Linked DNA regions of Mus musculus: region 2 is linked to region 1. A link is a contact called in public Hi-C data. All regions are on one chromosome and are shown on one strand. The core of a region is the stretch at or near the end of the contact, and the rest is flanking DNA. Distances in the headings are between cores, read along the strand shown. Region 1 overlaps Ntn1 (netrin 1). Region 2 overlaps Pik3r5 (phosphoinositide-3-kinase regulatory subunit 5).

The links. Hi-C and Micro-C count contacts between places; a contact is called where the count stands out from the background.
Region 2: a Hi-C map of pancreatic cancer cells shows a contact between it and region 1. The contact joins two enhancer-like sites. A contact is called at or near these places in 1 of 484 Hi-C or Micro-C datasets (pancreatic cancer cells), 1 of 115 datasets of contacts at active chromatin or transcription factors (double positive thymocytes) and 3 of 9 other capture datasets (adipose tissue, embryonic stem cells and liver).

What each region holds. Positions count from the first base shown.
Region 1 is chr11:68,211,202-68,218,435 of GRCm38.p6, reverse strand. It overlaps Ntn1 (netrin 1), which reads left to right. Exons shown (of 7, transcript NM_008744.2): 7 at 5,102-7,234. The coding sequence ends at 5,430. Among named protein-coding and RNA genes, the nearest start is that of Mir6406, 6.1 kb to the left of the region's middle. Within about 2 kb of position 4,320, at least 97 of the 459 cell types and tissues checked have an H3K27ac peak or open chromatin away from gene starts, as enhancers often do. A contact at or near this core is called in pancreatic cancer cells, where this site is marked.
Region 2 is chr11:68,464,286-68,471,519 of GRCm38.p6, reverse strand. All of the region lies in intron 1 of Pik3r5 (phosphoinositide-3-kinase regulatory subunit 5), which reads right to left. Among named protein-coding and RNA genes, the nearest start is that of Pik3r6, 35 kb to the left of the region's middle. Within about 2 kb of position 3,114, at least 53 of the 459 cell types and tissues checked have an H3K27ac peak or open chromatin away from gene starts, as enhancers often do. A contact at or near this core is called in pancreatic cancer cells, where this site is marked.

The DNA.
Region 1 (7,234 bases), core at 3,071-5,570:
TAGGGCCCACTTTGAGCAACCTATAAATTCTGGGGAGCTCTAGAAAGGCAAAAAGCTTCCCCCACAGAAGTGCTGGAGACAGGGGAGTGGCTAAGGGGCACAGTTGTGGCCTGCCTAGTCTCTGCTCTCCCTTGGCTAACCCAGCAGGTGGCCTCTGCCCTGATGGACCTTCCTCTCAGCTGTGGGCTCTCAGCAAGACAGTTAGCCAGCACCACCTGCCTTGTCCTCCTAGGTCAGGCAGAGTTCCTAGAACCCAGCCTCAGTGGGGACCTTAGATCTCAGAGGCAGGTCCTTTAAACCTTCATGCAGGGCTATCTACTCCTGTTCCCGTCTGCCAACACCCTGTCCTTAGAAGGCCTAGAGCTCCCTGTAGATCCTAATGGCCGCTAGTCCAGAGCTGGAGTGGGGCTGTAGGGAGGCGGGTTTTGAGTGAACTGGCTCTAGGTAGAAAGCAGCAATTTTCCCTAGGCTCCAAGCACAGGATAATGGCCAGGGGTTCCCCATGCTGCAGGTTGCCTCTAATGGCCTGGGAATTTCCCTGGCACTGGACTTAAGGGAGAGGTTGCGACCACTGGGAAGGGTGGTCATTCCCTCTCTTCCACGGTAGGACAAACCTGGAGCTGTGGTTAGGGATATGTGTAAACAGCAGATTGAATTCTGCACCCTGAGACAGAGAGAGAGACATAGCTCCAAGACATCCCGGCTGCCCTTGAGCTGCCTCAGGCACTCTTCCACCCTCAGCCTTCCACTTAGTCCCTACACCAGGAGCAGCATAGGTGGCCCTCGACAAATCAGACTCCTGTGGGCCTGGCCTTCCGAGTCCTCTCCCCACCTCCCCGCCCTGAACCCCACCAGAGTCACAGCTGGGCTCTGTCACCGGACTGAGTGGGCAGGGCACCCAAGCTTGCTGGAGATGCAGGTTAGAATTCAGGTAGGGGACGGTGGGCTTTGTGGCTTACCCCGCCCTGGTGGCTGAGAAACATGCTTAGCATGGTGAACTGGGAAATTGCTGAGAGGAGCTGACCAGGTCCTACCCAGGTACAAGGTGCTGAGTTCTGGGCTCCTCTCCTCCCACCCACCCCCATTAGATTTTTCTCTAAGGTTGTGCTCCATCCCATAGCTGGTTCCTCCCCAAGGAGCCCAGCTGGGGTTGCAGACAGCCTGGAAGGGTTCTTCCCAGCTCTGACTTTGTCTGCACCAAGCCCTTGGAAGGCACAGAGGCTGGGAATGCACACACTGGCTCACTTCAGCTGTTGCCACTGAGCAGGAGACGAGGGAGGGAGGGTAGGCCTGTGGTGTGGAGTCCCTTCTATATAGAAGGGCCTGAAGCATCAGCCAAAAGTGTCTGTCGCATGGGCCCTCCCGCTTCTGCTCCAACACTGGCCCACTCTCGGAGCTGAGGGCTTCCATTCCAGCAGCTACCTGAAATTGAAGGACTCCCTTCAATGCTCCTGGTGCCCATGATCATCTTGGTGTGAATCATCTCATCACCCTCCTTTCTGAATGGAGGAGACCTCACCTGAACTCCACACTAGAGGATAACATCAGGACATTAGCCTAAAGATGGGGGGTTAGCACCCTGGTGGGTGGGTGGGGTAAGGTTTATTGTGCAGCCATTTGTACTGTTCTAGCAAAGTGCATCTGACTGTGTAGAAATCTATAGACTGCAGTCTGGGTGGCTAAGAGGTCTAAGACCAAGCTACCACCCTTCTCTGCTTCCAAAATGCCACCTTGTTGTTGTGGCACCACATGATGGGAGGGACAAGGGCTCAGTTAAGCCTCTAAGAGGGCCACTGCTCTGCACATGAGGGTGGAGCCCACATACTGCTGAGTTCACTTTTTAAGGGCTCCTAACTCCTAAATACTGCCCTCTGGGCGGGACACCAATTTGAGGCCCAGGGCAGGGTGTGAGAGTTCTGTGTGGCCCCAAGCTGGCAGAGCTGTTGCTCAGTCACCTGGCCAAGTGGGATCACATATCAGCAAGTGGTATCTAGGTGTGGTCTGGAGACCTTGGTCATTCCTGATCAGAAGCAGCAACCAGCAGCCGGTCAGAGGTGACAGCAGTCCTGGTGTGTGCCACGCGGCTGCCAGAGCGTGCTCTCCCTAAGCGCACAGAGCAGGTCTGTTTGAGGTCACGGCTGCGATGTGTATTTTGAATCTTTTCAGCGGTATGTGCACTGCAGGGACTTGGCCCATGCACTGTGTGTGCAGCTCATACTTGGTGGGCTTTGTAATGTGCGGAGGCGTTGCCAAGGGCAGCGGAAATGTGGATTTTTTTTTTCAGCATAATCACATGAATCCTGCTGCCACCCTCCCCTGCCCCTGGGCCTGGACTGTCTCAGCCTGCAGTTAGGAAGGTCCCTACAGACAGAAGGAACTAACTTCTTAATTCTTGAACATAGCCGTGTCCAGTGGGGACCTGCAGGGCTCTGGTGAAGCAGGTCCTCTTGAGGCCTCTGGTAGTCTCTAGGGAGTGGAGCCTGCCTTTCCAGGATAATTCACGGACAGGCCTGGGGTGAGCCGGTGATGCTTATCTTCAGAGCTGTTGCAGGAGCACGAGAAGGAAAGTCTCCTGGGGAACCTGGGGGTCCAGCCCAAGCCCACCTTGTCTAGCCAGCTCTTCTCCTGAGTCCTTTTCTGTAAAGCTGAGACCCTCTCAAGCCTGTCCATCAGGCTGATGCCCAAGACCTCTCTAGTTATCCTGGCATGAGGCCCACCCTCATGACCTCATCATAATTGCCTCTGGAAAGGCCCCGTCTCTAGATTGTTCTTCTCTGAGGTGCAGGGATGTAAGGGCTCCAGCAAAGGAGCTTGGGGCATCAATGCTCTGAGTCTGGGATTAGACTACATCATCAAGGGCCCTGCCAGAGGGCCCTCCACACATCCAGCCCATTCTTGGTCAGGCAACACTGGCTGGCCAAGGGCTGCCACACAGGGAAACTGCTGTGTCCTGAGAGGCTCATTCTGCATTCAGCTCATTCCCAGGAAAGGAAACCAGGGCTCTGGCGGGAGTTCTCCCGACCACTTAGCTGAGGAGGCACTCAGTTGCCACGGTGACCTCTGTCAGCACAGTCACTTCTCTAGGCTGGAGGGTTTCCCCACCCCCCACCCTCAGAGTTCACACTGAGTGTTGAATCCCTTGGTGACAAAAACATGGAAACGGTTGCCATGGCAGCCATTCTTTGGAGCCCTCAGACTGAAGTGCAAAGTTCAGGATGCCCAGAACAGCTGAAATGAAAATATGGGAAAATCTGCCACTTCCCTCGCCCAGGAGGGCAGGTTGGAGCGTCCGGTGCTCCTCTGCACCAGCTGTCTGCTTCCCAACCTTGGCCAGCCAATGTGGGCACAGGAAGGGAGCAGGGTGCTCTCCCCTATACACCAGAGACCTTAATGGGGAGTCACCTGGAGCAGCAGGGACCCAGGCAGGCTTTCTGACTGTGGAAGAATCAGGGAAGTGATGAGCTGGGCTTCCCTGGGGTTTCTAAGTCAGGGGGCTCAGGACAGTCAGTTGGTCAGGTGGTCCTCAGCATAGTCCAGGGGTAGTGCTTCCCTGCCCTGAGGGAGGAGGCATACACTGTGTGACATATGGGGTCAGCGCAGGGAAGGAGCACTGGCGATGGGGATAGGAACAATGTCTGCCTCCCTTGAATGAGACTGAGCACAGCTGAGGCCTTCTCTAGGAATCTCCTGGACTGTAGAGGGTGATTGGCTGTGTGTTCCTCTCTCGCCAGCAATTCCCAAGTAGGCTCCGAGAGGCTCTGGTGGCCTAAGATGGGCCAACCACGGGCTTCTACAGCCAGCAGTTTTCGGGAAGCCAATGCAAACACACTACTTACCACACACAGCCTCTCAAAAGCCCAGCACCAAGGGAATTCTTGAAGGGAACCTGGTGTTCCCTCCATCTTTTGCTGTTGTTGTGTGTGTACACACATGGAGTGTTTGTGTGTGTGTATGTAGGTCAGAAGTTGAGTTTGGGTATCTTCCTGTTGTCCTCCACCTTGTTGGGAGAAAGAAGACTGTCTGTCATTGAACTGAGAACATGCCAAGCACCAAGGATCTGCCGTCTTCATGGCCCAGTGCTGGGATTGTAGTTACGAGTCCTGCTTTGCTCATGAGTTCTAAACTCATGGTCTGGCAAATGCTTCCTTGACTGAGCCACCTCCTAGCCTCTCCCTCATAAGCATGCCCTTCTACTTTAAAGTGCCTTCAGTAGGGACATCTTTTCACATATCTGCCGCTCCTCTCCAGTGTCTTCCCCCAGTAGCAGCAGCACTCCTGGGGAGAGCATGTGAACTGGGGACTTTACCCAGTTCTGGTGAGTCAGAAGCTCAAGGGTGGGTGGAGTCAGCACCGCACCATTTGCAGAAGCTCTCCAGGGACCTCTGGCGCAGTCTGGTTTGAGAACCCCTGTAGAAGAAGACTGGGGGTGGGGGGAGGGAGTGGGACAGTGCTGAACCTGAGAGGCTCCAAGGGAGCTAGCAGCCTGGCAGGGAGTATTTTTGAGGACCCTGGCTGACCCTGGAAAAGCACTCTGGCCATGTGAGTGGCAGACTCTCTTGATGCTGCGTACTAAAATTCCCTGATGGGCTGTTTCAATTTCATTGAAGTCAGGATGATTTTGGGGGACAGGTGCCATCCTAAGGCTTGGGGTGAAGTGGCTGGAGCCTTTGGAAGTCTAGGCATGTGAGGTGCTCCTCATTTCCAGAGGAGTCAGCCCTGCTGTCATCAAAGCCACCTGCCCTCAGGGGCAAGCAGACTATCTAGAGAGCTAGGGGCATGCTTAATCCATCTACCCCGCTTCCCTGGAGTCTCCCTTATGGATCTCAACATGTTCCAAGAGGCAGTGTTGGGCGGGGGGCACCTTCAACAAAGGCAGGAGCAACACTTCTTGGGATAGGGGCTTTGGCCCAGGTATTAGCTCAGGTTCTGGGATGAGCTTAGCTCACCCATTGCCCGTGGGGAGCCCTTTGCAGTCACTTTCCAGATCCCACTCCAGGTTCTTGTAGGACATCGTGCAGGTCGGGCCCATCCCATCCCAGGACCTGGGCACCTGGCTGCACTTCCCAGCCATGGCCCACACCACTTGTTTGCTTCCTCACAGCTGTCCAGATCCACATCCTGAAGGCCGACAAAGCAGGGGACTGGTGGAAGTTCACCGTGAACATCATCTCCGTGTACAAGCAGGGCACAAGTCGTATTCGCCGTGGTGACCAGAGTTTGTGGATCCGCTCACGAGACATCGCCTGCAAGTGTCCCAAAATCAAGCCCCTCAAGAAGTACTTGCTGTTGGGTAATGCCGAGGACTCACCTGACCAGAGTGGCATCGTGGCAGACAAGAGCAGCCTGGTGATCCAGTGGCGGGACACATGGGCACGGCGGCTGCGCAAGTTCCAGCAACGGGAGAAGAAGGGCAAGTGCAAGAAGGCCTAGCGCGGAGGTGGCGCGGGCTCCAGGAGGGCGGGCAGGGCGCTGGCAAAGGCTGGCAGCCTTGGACTTGGCCGTCAGGGGTTTTTTTGGGAGGGTGGGGGCGGGGCGAAGTCGAAGTGGGGCGGGGCCCTCAGCGGCTCCGCCCCAGCCCCACCCTCACACCCCTGGCTGCGCTCTTATGCGCATGGCAGAAAGCACCCTGTATTGACAGGCCAGGCCCTGGAGAAATGAGGACAAGACATAGCTACCTCACGGCGCTCCTTCCAGAACAGAGATGCGCTTCCCTAGGGCTAGGTGGGGGTCGCCGTGGAGGGGTTAGGGAGGTCCTGAGAGGCGGGAACAGAATGGCACAGTGGTCTACAGTCGCTGTGTTTGATGGTTATTGAAGGGGGATGTAAGAACTGTGAATTTTTGGGCCTGCAGCCTGGGCAGGGGCAACCAATCCACCACCAGACACTAGTCACGCCCCCCTCCTTTCTCCATCACCCGCTGTCTAGGAATTCCCACAGGACTCCAGACTCTGACAACAGGTCCCTATGTTAGAGGGCCCGATGACACTGGGATCAGCCAGCTTTGGTCTCCACTGCCACCTGCTGGGCTGGTCTCCTGGGTGGAGTTCACCATCTGTAGGGAGGGGAGAGTTCTCCTGGGGCCTGCTCTACTCCAGTGGGGCTGGCCCAGGCTCCTGGCCCATCAGAGGGCCTAGGGCCTAAGGACCCTGAAGTCAAGCCGGGTGGTCACTGCCTCTGCTGGAGCTGCCTGTGGAAGGAGGCATTGCAAACCAAAACCTCCCAGAGAGTTTCCTTGCTGGAAACTTGGAAACAGCCCTTTTTATGACATTTTCCAGGGGAGGGGGAGGGGTACTGGCGGGGGTTTAGGGCAGTGACACTATTTGTGTAATGACATCAGCTCCCACAAGGCCTCACAGCAATGTCAACAGCTGGAGAGGGCCTGGTTAAGTCTGGAATGCCAGCGGCTGTCTAGGCAGTTTGAACCAGGCTTGGGGGAAGGGGCTTGCCTGAGTCAGGGTAGGGTCGCTGCTCAGCAAGGTGCCTGGCGTCCAAGCTGGAGGGCAAGGCCAGGAATGGTCAGGTTCTTGGGGTCCAAGCATTCTGTGACTGCTTCCTGCTGCCGCCCTCACTGCTGGCTCCCCAGAAAAGGGACATAGACTCCTTGGTTAAGAAACCCACTCTAGCTCCCAGCTGTCTTGGTCTAGCCTGGGCAGTCTGGTCTATTCCTTTCTGGCTGCCTTCTTTGTGGAGGTCCCCAGGCCCTCCTGTATGCCTAGCTCTCTTTTCTCTTAGAGACTTAATGTCCTCACGCAGGCAGCTCCAAGCTTCCCTTCTGGTTGCTTCCCAGGCCCCTTTAGCCTTTCCCTGCCTCCCTGTACTCGGGCCTCTAGCCTCGCGCCCCGCACACTGGATGAGAGGCCTGGCCCTCTCAGTCAGGAAATTGGTTTCATTTCTCCTGCCCACTTGGCTGCCCTGAAGGGCCATATGAGGGATGAAGCTCAGCCCCTCAGTGACACGGCTCCCTCTGCTTCTCCACTTCTGCCCACATCACCACTGCCACTTACTGAGCACCCTCTTGGTGCCAGGCACTTTACCCATATGCTCCTGGCCTGTTTTCACCACAAACCTGCGAGGCAGGGATTCACTCTTGTCTTCGTGTTCACCAGTAAAAAGACATGTCCACGTGCCCAAGGTCACACCAGCACCGGTACTCAGACTCTGACCTCACCACAGTTGCACATCAGCAGTTAGCCCTCTTGACACTCCCACAGTAGGCGAGGGTTGGGTGGGATAGT
Region 2 (7,234 bases), core at 1,865-4,364, 250 kb before region 1:
GTAGACCTGGTAAGATTGATACAGGTTCACCTCCCAACTCCCTAGAATTCTCGTAATCGAGAACAGCAGGTGTTGGAACCGGCTTCCAGCCAGAGTCTACCTCTCTTGGATGGACCACGTAACTGTGACATCCTATTGAGAGGACCACGACAACTAGTCAGGTAGCATAAAAACCTGGGGTTCTCCATGCTAACGAGGGATCTAGATACACTCCCGAGTGTTTAGCCAATGAGCTTCCCTTCCTAGGTATCCCTTTCGGCAAAGGGTGTTTAATCCCTGCTTCACCCTGAATTCACATCCACCATGAGCAGAGCAGTTTGGACAAGGAGGACCCGAAGCAGGATCCTTGGGTGGGGGGATCCCAGTTGTGGGGGGAGACCATAGAACTGTGTCTAAATCTCCCAGAGAAGGCCTTCAGCCCCTCTCTACTACCGGCACTCACCAGAACCAAACCCGATTCTCCTCATCCCCAGCTCAACTATCCCCTTTCTGCCTGGCATGGGGACTAGTTTCAAATCCTCTCAGACCCCAGCTATGTCTGGGTACACAGAAAACTGAGAGCCATGGCATCCATTCCAGCCCCTGCTGTTTCTCATCAGGAAGAACACAGGCTGGGACCACCCCTTCCCCCCCATCGCAGGCTGTATTCTGCCTTCCCTGAGGGGCATGCTTCCCTGAACGCTCCGGCATCCCAGTGGCAAAGCAGACACATAGCCTGCTGCCCAACAGCCCTTCAGTTTCCACAAGAGGAATTTGGAAGCCGAAGGGGATACGGAGCCTGCTCTAGGCCACCAGGAGCACGGTAGAACTATAGGAAAGCCATACCTCTCCCAAGAGCCTGGGAGCAAGTAGGACTTTTCCTTCTTCCTAGCTGTGGCTGAACCCAAACCCCAAGTTCAGAGTGCTGAATGCCCTACATCCTAAAGTTCCCTGGAGAGGTAGCTCAGCAGTTAAGAGCACTTGCTGCTCTTGTGGAGGATCTGAGTTCAGTTCCCAGCACCCACACCAAGCAGCTCACAACCACCTGTCACCCCAGCTCCAGGGGGATGCAACATTTCTAGTCTCTCCGGGTACCTGCGTTCACGTATATATACTCACACATAAACACAGAATGAATAATTAAATAAATATTTAAAGTTCCGGAAGGCACTTGGATAGTGGCTGCAACTATCTTGGGTGGTGTTTGCATGGACCTGGAACAGCAGTGTATGTGTGTTCATCACCATAAGACTGCAAAGGGGAAAAGGGTCATCGACCATTCCGGAAGGTGCACCTGCTCTCTAAAACCAAGGGCTTGAGGGACCTGAAGACATTGTCTGAGGATATGAGTCTCCTACCAGGTGAGATACCACCAAATCATACCCAATTCATCAGGAACATTGGCAGGGAACAGGGAAGAGGCAGAAGGACAGCTTGCAAGTCCACTGTGTGGGTGGCAGGACACTAGAAAGACAGCTGGGCTTGAACAGTTTTGTTACTCTGAGTAGGTAACCATCAGGGTGGGCAACCCAGCAGTAAGAGGCAGGAGGCTAGACCACCTCTGTGGGACAGTAGTGGAGTAGGAGAAAAAGATGGGCAATTAGTGACACAGAGGAGTAGAATACCTTGCCCAGGTTTACATAGCTCAGAGGTAGTATCTTAGTTTGGGTTTTACTGCTGTGAACAGACACTATGACCAAGGCAAGTCTTATTAGGACAACATTTAATTGGGGTTGGCATATAGGTTCAGAGGTTCAGTCCATTATCATCAAGGCAGGAGCATAACAGCATCTAGGCAGGCATGATGAAGGTGGAGTTGATGGTTCTACATCTTCATCTAACGGCTGCTAGCAGAATACTGGCTTCCTGACATCTAGGATAAGGGTCTTAAAGCCCACACTCACGGTGACACACCTACCCCAACAGGGCCACGCCCTCTAATAGTGCCACTCCCTGGGCAGAGCATATACAAACCATCACAGGTAGCAAAGCCAGAATGCAAACCCAGGACGTCTGGGTTCTTAACTCTGCACACATTGCCCCTCAGCAAATCAGATGCAGTTTAGAAAGGAAAGAAAACCAATGCACTCCAAGGGAAAACTCAATTCTTGGGATTTTTCTTAAAGAGGTTGGCATTCCCGGTTGCTGGTAATCTTGAACCCTGGCATGTCTATCTACACCAGTTGCCCAGTCCAGCCTACCTCTTCCAGAAAACAGACCCCCTTATTATTCAGAAGAGGACACCCTGTGCATGGTGGCAACCTGGGCCCTGCCTCTCCAGCCTGAGGAAAGGATAGAAGTGTGAACTGGCTGTTAAGTCGCCCCTCTGCCCAACCCCTGAAGTGATGGACAAGCTGGTCTTGCTAGGAGGCCAGTGTGAGTCACCTTTGCCTTACACTGTCATGATGCAAAGGTGAGTCACGAATGAGCCTTCTCAGCCACCGTGTTTTCTTCTGCCATGCCTTGTCCTTACAGGTATCAGAGTCCAGTGTCCTGGTCTGCTGCTAGCAGCCTTCCCCAGTGTCAGCAGCACCCTTCTCCAGTACCTGCTGATGCATGCCCTTCCATCCTTCCTCCTGTAGACTCCTCGGTGCTCCCTGGCTCTAAGGAGACAACCAAGGTCAAGAGCCAGATATCCTCCAAGCCCAGGGCAGAGTCACTGATATGCTGGGCTCCCTATACTATTTCTGTCATCTAGGCGTTGGTCCATGCTCTTAAGAGTTAGGACCTGGGGCTGAAGAGATGGCTCAGCGGTTACCAGTACTTACTTTCCAAAGGACCAGGTTTCAATCGCCAACTCTCACATGTGCCTTGTCACCACCTGTATCTCTCGTTCTATGGATCCAACAACCTCTTCTAGCCTCCTGGGCAACAGGCATGCACGTGGTATGCAGACAGATATACGTACAGACAAAACACCCATAAACGTAAACACAAATAGATGACTTTTTAAAAAAAGTTGGGACCTACTGAGTGCTTGGCCTGGGAGCCTGAGGGAGGCAATAGAGGTCCCGTGGGGGAGCCCCTCGGTGAAGTACAAAGATGAGAGTGGGGGTGGGCTCATCTGGAGCCTGTGGGTGAAGTCAGCCCTTGTGCTCCACGCTTGGCCATGCACGAGGTTCGCTTTGTCAGGATGACTCACTGACAACTGCCATTCCTTATGACTTGTGGGCAGAACCCCATTGGCTCTGGGGAAGGGGTGACAGTAGACAGTGGGATGAGACCTTTTTCAAAAGCTTGAAAAGCAAGACCTGCTCCGTTCAGTATCGGATGTCCAATCCTGGGATTCCCCTCATTAAGAGGAGTCCCCTTTATAAAATTCCAGCTGCTGCCAGGCAGGCTCCCCTGATGGGCAGTGTTAAAACATTAAACAATGGCTTTTTCCTTTTCAAGTTCCTCTTCTGAGCCAGTGCAGAGGGCTGGCTGACCTTACTGAGGAAGGCTTGCCCTCAGAGACAGTGGAAGTCTGAGCCCAGACTCACTTGCTTGGATGGGAGCTCCCATCCTCCCGATGGTGTGAGTCACCTCAGCTCTCGCTAACAAGTTAATTTGAATTACTTTTCTAATTTCTCCCAGAGTTACTGGAACAGGTTCTCAAATATCTATTTCGGGAACTCTGGTTTATCAAAAGTTCAAAATGTATTGGTGAGGACAGGAATTCCCAGGTCATTTTTTCAATGATTTCTGAATCATTCTGGGGTCGGTCATATGCCTTCTCTTCATATTGGATCACTCACTCTATTGCCTAAAGTACAGGTTCAGGTTTGTATTACACATTTTATGGCCGACTTCTGCTGCTGAAATCATTGTTTTGGACACTCACACTAGGTATAGTTACTACGGTGATACCACTGTGTGGACAGCAGCTGAAAGGCTGGCTGGTCTCATTGCTCACGACTGCTTGGCTTTGTACTCTGAGGTTCTTCATTTCAGTTCATTTCTGGCTCAGCTGGGTATTCTGAGTAATGGCAGGCCAAGTGCATGGCTAAGCTCTGAGGTCTTGTAAGTCATATGTCTTTCAAAAACTACAGCGTTGTCAGTGGCGGAGCTGCTGGCTTTTATCCTCGCCCCTTCCTGATATATTATAGAAACTGCAGTTAGCAACAACAGCAACAACAACAACAAAAAAATACATGGCTGTAACAATGAAAATACTTAGAGAATGTTGTTGGATAAAAAATAACATAGAAATTAATATTTCTCAATTATTTCTTAAGATTTAGTTTACTATTATACGTCAGTACACTGTAGCTGTCTTCAGACACACCAGAAGAGAGCATCATTACATATGGTTGTGAGCCACCATGTGGTTGGTGGGACTTGAACTCAGGACCTTCAGAAGAGCAGTCAGTGCTTTTAACTGCTGAGCCATCTCTCCAGCCCCATATTTCTCTTTACATTAAGATATGTCCTAGGGGGAAGGCCCCACTTATAATAGCATCAAGAGAAATAAAGATAATAAACTTTAAAATAAGCAATTTTTATGAATAAAACTTTTGAGAGACAGAAAAGACGAGAGCAAATGAAAACCCACATCCTCTCATTATGCAGAAAGATCCAGAACGATACAGAAGTGATGTGGAAAGGATCACAAGTCTAAAAACATGGTAATTAAAACTGCAAAAATCCTTGGACATGTGGAAGAAGCTTGGTCACCTTGAATTTGTAGATGGCTTCGCGGTGATAACGCTTGTGCTAATTATACCTGTGGCTGGGATAAAACCCCAGGACCAAGGCAACTCTGAAGGAAGAGTTTACTTGGGCATATAGTTCCAGAGGGTTAAAGCCTGCAATTGAAGGTATGGGATGACAGCAAGTGGAGTGGCAGGCACAGTAGCTGGAGCAGGAAGCTGAGAGTTCACATCTTAACCACAAGCAAGCAGACAGAGCAAACTAGAAGCAGAGGAGGCGCTTTATCATCATCATCATCATCATCATCATCACCATCACCATCATCATCATCACCATCATCATCATCATCATCATCACCATCACCATCATCATCATCTCAAAAACTACCCCCTGACCTATGTCCACTCTCAGGGCTGCACATTTTTGGGTTTACTCCCCAAAATGCCATCGACCAAGAACCAAGTGTTCAAAAGCCCAAGACTATGGGGACACGTCTCTTTCAAAGCACCACACACCAAAGAATCCAGGGCACAAAAGAAAAATCTGGACAAATTAGACCTCAGAACCAAAACTAAGTTAGATCTAAGAGCCAAAACTCTGCATCAAAGGCTCCAGTCAAGAGTGAAATGCCCACAAAACAGAAGTCTTCCCTGTCATTCAGGTGACAAAGAACTAATATCCAGATAGGCAAAGGACTACACCCCAACCCCATCGCCATCACTGCCCAGATAGATGAAGGACTTGAAGGAATAGTTCCCTAGAGGAATATGCAGGTGGCTAATAAGCACTTGATAGGGTTTTTCAGTGCCAATGAGATGTCTCAATAGGTAAAAGGCAGTTGGCACACAAGCAGGTGACCTCAGTTCAATCCCTAAAACCTACATAAAGGTAGGAGAAAACAGACTACACAACACTGTCCTCTGACCTCCACACACGGGCAAGCTGACCCCACACAAATACACGATACCACTGGTGGTAATAGAATCCTTTTCACTCCTCATCACCATGGAAGTGCAAATCAAAACTGGACCACTCCTATCAGTATGGCCACTATTAGAGTAAAAGAACAACAAAGTAAATGCTAGGCTGTGAAGAAGTCAGAGCCTGGTGCAGGCTGCCTGGGAATGTGAAACAAGGTAGCGGCTAATGGGCTGCGGGAGAACAAGGTGCTTCCTCTAAAGATTCACAGCAAGCCCGACTTAGGATTCTGTCACTCCACTTCTGGATAGATGCACAACGTAACTGGAAGCAAGGTCCTGAACCTCCACGTTCATAGAGGCATTGGATACTGTGGCCAAAGACTGGAAATAAGCCAAGTGTCCATGGGGAGTTGAATGGACAAACAAGATGTGTGTGTTTGTGTGTGTGTGTGTGTGTGTGTGTGTGTGCGTGTGCGTGTGCGTGTGTGTGTGTGTGTGTGTGTGTGTAGTCTCTCAAAGGAAGGAAATCCTGACACACGCTACAATGCAGATGAACCTTGAGCATCTCTGTTGGGTGCAAGAAGCTGCAAATGAGGAAAGCAAGACTGCACTTGGGTAAGGTACCTGGAGCTGTTAGTCAGAGGGACAGAAAGTTGATGATGGTTGCCAAGGGCTGAGGGAAGGAGATAGGAAGTGGTTAAATGGGTAGAGATGCATAAGATGAAAACGAGTTCTGGTGACAGATTTCACTCCTGGGTCAATGGCCTTAAGACTACTGAACAGGGGTGGGGGATGGCTTGCCTGGTAAAGTGCTGTGGCCCTCACTACCACATAAAGAGGTGTGATAGTGCCCAACTGCAACCCCAGCATTCAGAAAGTAGAGGCAGGAGGATTATGAGTTCAGAGGCATCCTCAGTTACACATCAAGTTTGAAGCCAGATTGGGGATACTATGGTTAAAAGAAAAAACAATCTTTTTAAGGCTATTGAATGGTTCCTTCAAACATAGTTAAGATGGTATGTTACATGGTACGTGCATTTAACCACAAGTGGAAAAAATAAATTTGGTGTGATATTACACAGAAATGTCAATTCTCCATGAATCCCAGTCTAGAGTAGTGAGTGGTTCTTAACCTTCCTAATGCTGCAACCCTTTAATATAGTTCCTCCTATTGAGGTGAGTCCCACCCATAACATTATTTTCATTGCTACTTTGTAACTGTATTTTTGTTACTGTTTTGAATCATAATGTAATTGTCTGTGTTTTCTGGTGGTCTTAGAGAACCCCTGCAAAAGGGTCATCCGACCCCTCCAAGGGGTCAGGACCCATAGGTTGAGAGTGTGTAGGAAGGATTAAGGGAGGCAGAAGGACCAGGGAAGGAGGAAGGTGGGCAGACAGAAAGCTGGCTTGCTGTTTGCAACTGTGTCTTCTCTATCTCACACTATGCTAGGCAGCTCCGGCTGCTGATTTCATTTAATTACCACAGTCTCCTGAAGTGGTTACCCACAATTCCTGGGGCCCAAGGAGGTTAAGCCATTGTCATTCATGTTTCTGTCACCACAGGTTCTATGACCTGAGCTGGAAACACATCCAAAGCTGGTCTAACTCCGAAAGCCCACGTTCTTCCTCCACACTGTTCGTGGGAACTCAGTCCCACCCTTTGCTAGACAGATAAAGGTCTGCATCCTTGGTGTGTGCGCATG